Linked DNA regions of Danio rerio: region 2 is linked to region 1. The links are chromatin contacts, called in public HiChIP or PLAC-seq maps. All regions are on one chromosome and are shown on one strand. Each heading gives the region's core, a stretch centred on a gene start, on an enhancer-like site or on the middle of the called end of the contact. The rest is flanking DNA. Distances are from core to core; before and after follow the strand shown.

Region 1 (3,702 bases), core at 958-3,457:
ATCAAGTTGCCCTTCGAGTGCATAGGAATGGATCTGGTGGGCCCGCTGCCGAAATCCGCCCGTGGTCATAAACACATCCTGCTCATCGTCGACTATGCCACCAGGTACCCTGAGGCGATTCCCCTTTGAGTGGCCAACGCAAAATCCATCACGAAGGAGCTCTTCCAATTTACCAGCAGAGTGGGGATTCCCTCTGAGATATTGACTGACCAGGGCACACCCTTCATATCTCGGCTGATGAGCGACCTCTGTTGGCTACTCAGGGTAAAACAGCACATCTGTTTACCATACCCAGACAGACGGTCTGGTGGAGCAGTTTAACCAGACCCTTAAATAGATGTTGTGCCGAGTAGTCGTAGAGGATGGGCGTGACTGGGACCTCATGCTCCCATACATGCTCTTCGGAATAAGGGAGGTACCTCAAGCATCCACAGGCTTCACTCCATTTGAATTATTGTTTGGGTGCCAGCCCTGTGGATTGCTGGATGTAGCCAGAGAGACATGGGAGCAGGAACCAGCTCCACATCGCAGCATCATAGAGCACGTGCGGGACGTGCGAGAGCGAATAGACCATGTTATGCCTCTGGTCCGAGAACACCTAGCGACCTCCCAGCGCGCCCAACAGAGGATATACGACCGGCCCGCACAACCCTGACAGCTCCAGCCTGGCGATAAAGTCCTGATACCCACCACCACTGTGAAGTTCCTGGCATCCTGGCAAGGATGCATCCTGCATTTTGTGGCAATATAAATGCACTGTTACATTTTGAAGGAGATGTGAGGCATTTTGCATTTTGTGTGTGTGCAGTTTTGAGAAATGTGTGTAGAGTTTTAAAAAAAATGTCACATTGTTTTAAAAACATGTGTCAGCAGTTTTACCAAGAAGCTGGAATTCCCATTAAAATGCTGTTGAGTTCACCACAATATTCAATAATGGCCCTCTTTATATTCTCTGTGGAAGATTTTTCCTGTTTCTCACTGGCTGTTTTTCAATTCCAAGAACGCAGAGAACGGACTTGTGTTCTTGTGGAGAGCGGTCTTGCCAGGTGTCCTCAGAAGAACGAACTCAGGAGACCGCGAGGGCAGAGAACGCGTCCTTTGAGAAATGGGATGCTGCGTTCTTCCTGATGGTCACATGACCTTCACGTGTTTTAAATGGTAAATTATTTAAACATTACAGCCTTCATACAACGATTTATTGTTTTTCCCCTTTTCAAAATATATACTTTGCATAAAAACATTATAAATATATGTTGCACAATATAAATAAAACAGATTTTAATACGAATTTCAGCAAACAAACACCCTTAATGTGTTTATTCCTTTATAAAGATGTCCATGGTAATGTTTACTTTCACCGTTTCATTTAGGGAAACTCCTGAAGTAAATAATTCATATCTATGAACTTTAATAATAAGTCTAGATAAAATGCTGCGCTTCCCACCTCCAGTCGCAATGACTTCTGGGACTTCCAGAGCGAGTTCGGTGCTCAAGTCTGCATTAGTGCGTCCTCGATATCAAGAACACATCGGGGAAGTTTCATGCGTCCTCCGTACTTGCGGTCTTGAGTATTGGAACTGAACTTAGGCAGCTGATGATGACGTTTCACGAGAACACGAGGACGCAAGACCGCTGAAGAACGCATATTGAGAAACAGCCACTGCCTTTTATGTTTCAAATTGCATTTCTGTTTAATTTTTGTAACTGGAAGAAACAGTGAGAAGTAAGGCTACACAGTGACAATAGTGTACATGCTCACTTATTTGTTAACACATTTTTCAAGTTGTCATCTGAAATGTTGAAATGTCCTTTTTATGCTTATGCTTCTAGGAATAGCAGGGTGTTTGAACAATAGATCCCATGAGAAACAGTCTTAAAGACTGGTACTTCTGTGTGATAGAAGTTTGTTACAAAGAAGCTGGTTTAGGGCTCTGTAATGTAAGTTCAGTTCCAAAAAGATGTTCAGTGTTATAAAATATATCATGTTGATGAGCTGCTTGAGATCAATGCCCTAAAAGAAAAGCTTATATACTATTTCTAAAACCCTGGCTATGTATTTTGTACATGTAACAATGAAAAACGTATTGTATCCCTGAATTCCATGACACTGTGAATTTAGGGAATAGGTGAAAATGAAAGTGTAGCTTGGGCGTATCCCTTTTTGGCTGTGTCCTGCATAAAATATTTTAGTCTGTAAAGCCAGACATCATATCTGCACCAGTGTTTTCTTGTGGTGAGGACTAAGCATAAATATATGGTAAGAAAAAACAAGCTGATTGTTTCACATTTGTCACATTTATTTTATTGTTTGGAAAGATGGAAAGGTAACTACTCAATTTTTTTTTGCTGCTTGTACAACTGCTTATTTTAAATAAGCTAAAGCAGCACAATTCTTGAGATTTTTGTGACAACATAATTGTTTTATATTTAATCCAACATGAATGGTGTGGAACACTGCAATTTTACAGTGTATGTTGCTTCTTTTCTTTTTTTTCTTTTTAAAAAAAAATAAAAATGACAACTTTGAACATGTTTCACTCTGAAACATCTAGATCAAATAAGAAATACTGAAACAATAGGTTTCTTGTAAAAGGTTGAATAATCTTTCTTTACAGCTTCTTTTTATAGTATTCCTGCATCTTCTGCTCTGAAACTTAACAGTCAAACTGATAAAAAGTAAGATCTCTCCATCTTATGCTGATTTCAGTTCAGTTTATCTTAAAATGTACAGATCATGTGCACAAACACACAAAAGGACTTTGGACTGTTTGTAAAGGTAATTCAGAGCATTGTTCTTAATCTAAATGTTAGAAAGGAGTTGCTGAAATATAAACGAATTAACTATTTAATACTTAACTGTTTTTCACCGTAAATGTTTTTGGATGGCCTGAAATCATGTCTCTATAAAACACAGTGCATTAGCATTGGTGGTTTGTCTGCTCAATCACAAGTTACCTTCATTAGCTTTAGTTAGACTACAGTGGGCTAGCTATTGCAACTATGTATTTCTTTCAATAAATAAGTAATGATTTACAAAACAGTTTGGTATTCTTATTTAAATTTTATAAAAATGAAGCTATAACACAAGGGGGTCTTATTTTGTAAGTGTTATAGATCTTCACTTTTTTCTAAATGATTATGTTACAGCCTTTTGTCGAAAGTGGATTAAATTCATTTATTTCCTCAAACATCTACACACAATAGCCCATAATGACAATATGGGAAAAAAAGATTGTTGCAAATTTATCAAATATAAAAAAACCTAAAAAAAAAAAAAAAAAAATCACATGTACATAAATATTTACAGCCTTTGCTGTGAAGCTCTAAATTGAGCTCAGGTAGATTCTGTTTCCACTGATCATTCTTGAGATCTTTCAGCAGGTTAATTTTACTGTGGTAAGTTCAGTTGATTGGACATGATTTGAAAAGACATACACCTGTTTATCTAAGGTCCCAGGGTTGACAGTGCATGTTAAAGCACAAACCAAGCATGAGGAATTGTCTGTAGACCTTCGAGACAGGATTGTCTCGAGGCACAAGGCTGGGGAAGGTTACAGAAAAATTTCTGCTGCTCTGAAAGTTCCAATGAGCACAGTGGCCTCCATCATCCGTAAGTGAAAAATGTTTGGAACCACCAGGACTCTTCCTAGAGCTGGCCAGCCATCTAAGCTGAGTGATCGGGGGAGAAGGACCTTAGTCAGG
Region 2 (3,962 bases), core at 1,156-3,655, 170 kb after region 1:
GGTTATCATACCGTCAGAATCTTATACCGGCCCATGCCTACTGCAGTGTATTACTTTTACGTGTGCAAATTTTTATTTTTTTAAATAAAAATAAAACATTTAGGTATTAATGTTTACATGTTTGTGGTTCAGACACTAATATATAAATATATAATATAATATATATAATAAAAGTTGGGTACATAAAGTAACTTGGATTTGAAGTTATTTTTATTTTGATACATTTTGGATAAGGCAAATAACTTGCTTTAAGTACAAAAGCATAAATGTTAAGTTTAGGTTTACAAATTGTTTTCATTAATTAGTCTTTTCACAGTTTCCGAGTAAGCATTTTCATGAGATAGAAGATTAGGGACTAGGGAAGATTGTAGGACTGGGCGATAAAATCGGTATGGATATTTATTGACCGAACACCATTGTCAATATAGATAAAAAAGGAAATATGGTATGAAGCGCTATAGTTTTATTTAAATGTGGGTCATGAGTGCAATGGCATTAAGCTTAGGGTGTAAGTTTGTCATTTCCAATGGAGGCACGTGTATGGAAGCGATTTGGAAGCGTATGTGCTTGCATTTTTTCAACCGCACCTTGTTGAAAACATCTCAACAGGTCCGAATCACACAAGTGCATCAAGATTCAACTAACCAGACTGCTTCACACTTTGTATGGAATTTTAGTAACGGTAGACTAATTACCTCAGACAAACACAGCGCATCCAAACAATGCCATGCTTTTTACTTTTCTCCATAAACTTAAATCAGCACGGCTGCAATGGTTTTTCCATTTGTCATCCTCTAAGAAAAAATGCTTGATGGTGGGCTGGGACTGAGAGCGCAAAGCCAATTGTAAATGATCAAGGAATCCACGCCAACGCGCTTGTCACTTCAGGTCAGAATAACAACATATGCGAAAATGAGAGCCGTATATCAGTGGTGAAGAGTATGTCAATTTAAAGGGATGTAAGGATTTCACCAAAATTACTTTTTGGTTTCTTTTCTTGTGCATCCTGGCCACTAGCTCCCAATCTGAAAGATTTCTTTGCACCATGTTTGCTTATTTTTAATATAACTAATTGTAAAGAGAAAAGAATGATGACATTTACTCACGCTGTCCATGGATCTGTCATGCCACATTAAAGAGAGTCAAAACCACATAGTTTTGTTTGGATTCTAGATAAAATGCACTTGGAATTTGAACTATGATGTGGTGTTAAAAACACACAGACACACACAAAGCTTGTTGCATTTTTGAACCAGAGCTGTGCTTATTATATCTATATCTGAAAAAGTTTACATGAGAACTGAAACTGCATAGACAAAAATATTGACTCCATGATTTAAGAATCAATGTTGATTTGTTAAAATGAACATATGTATAGAACTTTAGAATTATGTTCTACAAATTCAGAGGTTAAAACAACATGCACACTGAGCTGAAAGAGCTGTACCTACACTCCTAATGATTACAGATCCACTCACTTCACCCATCAATACATCCATCCATGTCAATCCAAAAACCTTTTCCATCCTTCGATTAATGCTTCCATCATCCACCCCCTCTCAATCAATCTATCATTCCATGGATCCAGTGTTCAGTTCTACAACAAGTGGATGCAATCTCACTTTCGGGTGTTTAGCTCAACACACGTCAGAAAGTTTGTAGTGATCCTGAAGACTTTGATTATCTAGTTTATGTGTCTGAGTGTTGTGGTTTCAGTGTGATGTGTTTGAAACTGAACAAAAGCCTCCAGGAGAAGCAAAACTGACATCTCTGACTTACTGCATAACTCACATATGAATATTTCTAAGCTGAGAGTGACAAACACATGGAGGTGCTTCTCCAAGAGCTGCAAATGTCTGGCCAGAAAACTACATTCATTGCTTAAACACACAGTCTTTAGCGTATTATAGTATTCCATGAATTTCTGAACAATATTTTATGGTTATGTTTTGTACAACGTTGCTTTCTTTGAAACACAGTGGAAATATCAAGACAGATGAATACTATGCACCACAGCACAGCACTGTCTGATGTTATCGTTACACCACCCACACTACATTGCTGTTAGTAAAAACGTACAATTAAAATTTTACATGACAAAACCTAACCTTAATCGTCACGTAAACAGCATAAACACTAAACCACACAGAAACCGACCGCTCGAGTCGATCTATTTGTCTGTTGGTTAACACACGCTCAGGAAACGCATCTTCCGCGCGCAACTAAACACGCGCCCGTAAAAGACGCTGCACATATCTGACAATAAATCTACTTACAGAAGAGTTGGACAAACTGCCTGTTTATTAAAGAGAAAGGGAATAAATACTCACCCATTCTGTTGACGCTCCCGGCCGCCTCTGTAACCGATCTCTCACCGATCGACATTCCCTTTCTCCAACTCACGGTCCAGCCCACAGGCGTACGTTACATTTCTTGCGTAGTCTCCCTTGGCAACCTTGAGGGCGACGGCCGTGGCGTATCTTTGGTGAATAGCGTCCGCTCAAATCTCGCGATAGTTCGAATAAACCACACGGGCACTAAGGGAAATATTTTTGCATTTAAATGCGACTTGGTGGTCACTTTTAATAAGTATAACCTTTTTAAAATAAAAAGTTATTGTGCAAAACATGTATCAAAGTAATTTTACGAAATATAAAAGATGAATAATAGTTCTATATTCATATGTGGGATATAATGAAAATTTTTGTGAATTTTCTTTTTTTATCTACTCATAAGGTGCACAGATCAACATTAAATCCCCTTATTTATGCTTGTCTGGCTAAAGGCATCAAACTTCAGTTTCCTTTCCTTGGTCTTGGATCTGTGAAGAGACAAACAATGCTGACACCTGCTGGCCAAAGTGCATTAACAGCCGCTTTTTCATTGTTGATGCACTTTTCTGTCCTAACAGCTTAAACTAAACTAAACTAAACTAAACTAAACACTTTGTTAATGCGGAAAAGTATAATACGACAGTCCAAACATGTTAAATACGTAAAAAACTGTCCATAAATGACTTTAATAGCAGCTGACATAAGTTCATGATCCATCATGTTGTGGTAGGGTTTATTGGTGTGGTAGAGAATTTATATTCAACCCTTTATAAATGCAATTGTTTCAGGAAGATTCTGTTACTGTGATTTATGTAATATCAAATTAGAATGGTTTTGTGAATGATATTTCCTGGATAAAAATTGGTCACTTTACCCCACACATTTTTTATAGCAAACAAAATAAGAGAGTCCCCTTTAAACTGATTCATAGATGCTATTCATTCATTCGTTCATTTTCTTTTCGGCTTAGTCCCTTTATTAATCTGGGATCGCCCTTCCAGCCACAAGGAGAGAGGTCTGGATGCAGACCTGGTGCAGTGCAACCTGAGCTGCGTCCAGTGCTTTTTAATGGGTTCACCTAACCCCACCCATAACCCTACCCCTCACAGTGCGTCACTCACTCCATTTGAGTGCATTATGTCTGACATTGCATCGCTGAGTGATGCAATCTTAGCTTGCATCATAAAGGCTGCATCCAGATACTATTGGCCACAACCTATCTCTGGGAAACATCTAGACACGCTCATTCAAGTGTAATCTTAAAAGGCTTAAGAATGATATTAACACCAACTGTTCTTTTTGCTTAGTAAATGCTGAAACTTTTGTTTATTTATTTTGGATTTGCCCTCATTGAATGACATTTTGGTGTGATGTTCTTGATTTTATAAAAGATAATGTGAATGCAGATTTGAATTTACATGAAGAATGTTATCTTTGGTTTCCATAAATGTGAAAAGGAAAATAATACTTATTTCATAAACCTTATTGTTGGGCAAATTTCACGTTCACTAGAGCAAGTTTTGTAAGTGTAAACCTTTTTTTCCTAAATTTAGAATTGAAACGAAAATGTATTTTGAGTGTATTGGGAGATCAACAAACTTAAAAGCAGTACGAACAAGGACTTTGATT

The links. HiChIP or PLAC-seq counts read pairs in DNA pulled down with a chosen protein or histone mark.
Region 2: an H3K4me3 HiChIP or PLAC-seq map of embryo shows a contact between it and region 1, with 3 times the contacts expected there. The contact joins the promoter of septin7a here to the promoter of si:ch73-171o20.1 in region 1. A contact is called at or near these places in 2 of 18 Hi-C or Micro-C datasets (caudal fin and an unstated tissue) and 2 of 4 datasets of contacts at active chromatin or transcription factors (caudal fin and embryo).

What each region holds. Positions count from the first base shown.
Region 1 is chr19:12,354,600-12,358,301 of GRCz12tu, forward strand. si:ch73-171o20.1 reads left to right here and starts at 2,208. Exons shown (of 9, transcript XM_073931544.1): 1 at 2,208-2,257. The coding sequence starts at 2,255. All of the region lies in intron 2 of irgf3 (immunity-related GTPase family, f3), which reads right to left.
Region 2 is chr19:12,524,251-12,528,212 of GRCz12tu, forward strand. It overlaps septin7a (septin 7a), which reads right to left and starts at 2,406. Exons shown (of 15, transcript NM_201161.1): 1 at 2,331-2,406; 2 at 651-652. The coding sequence starts at 2,385. It also overlaps a transcript of hsbp1l1 not described here.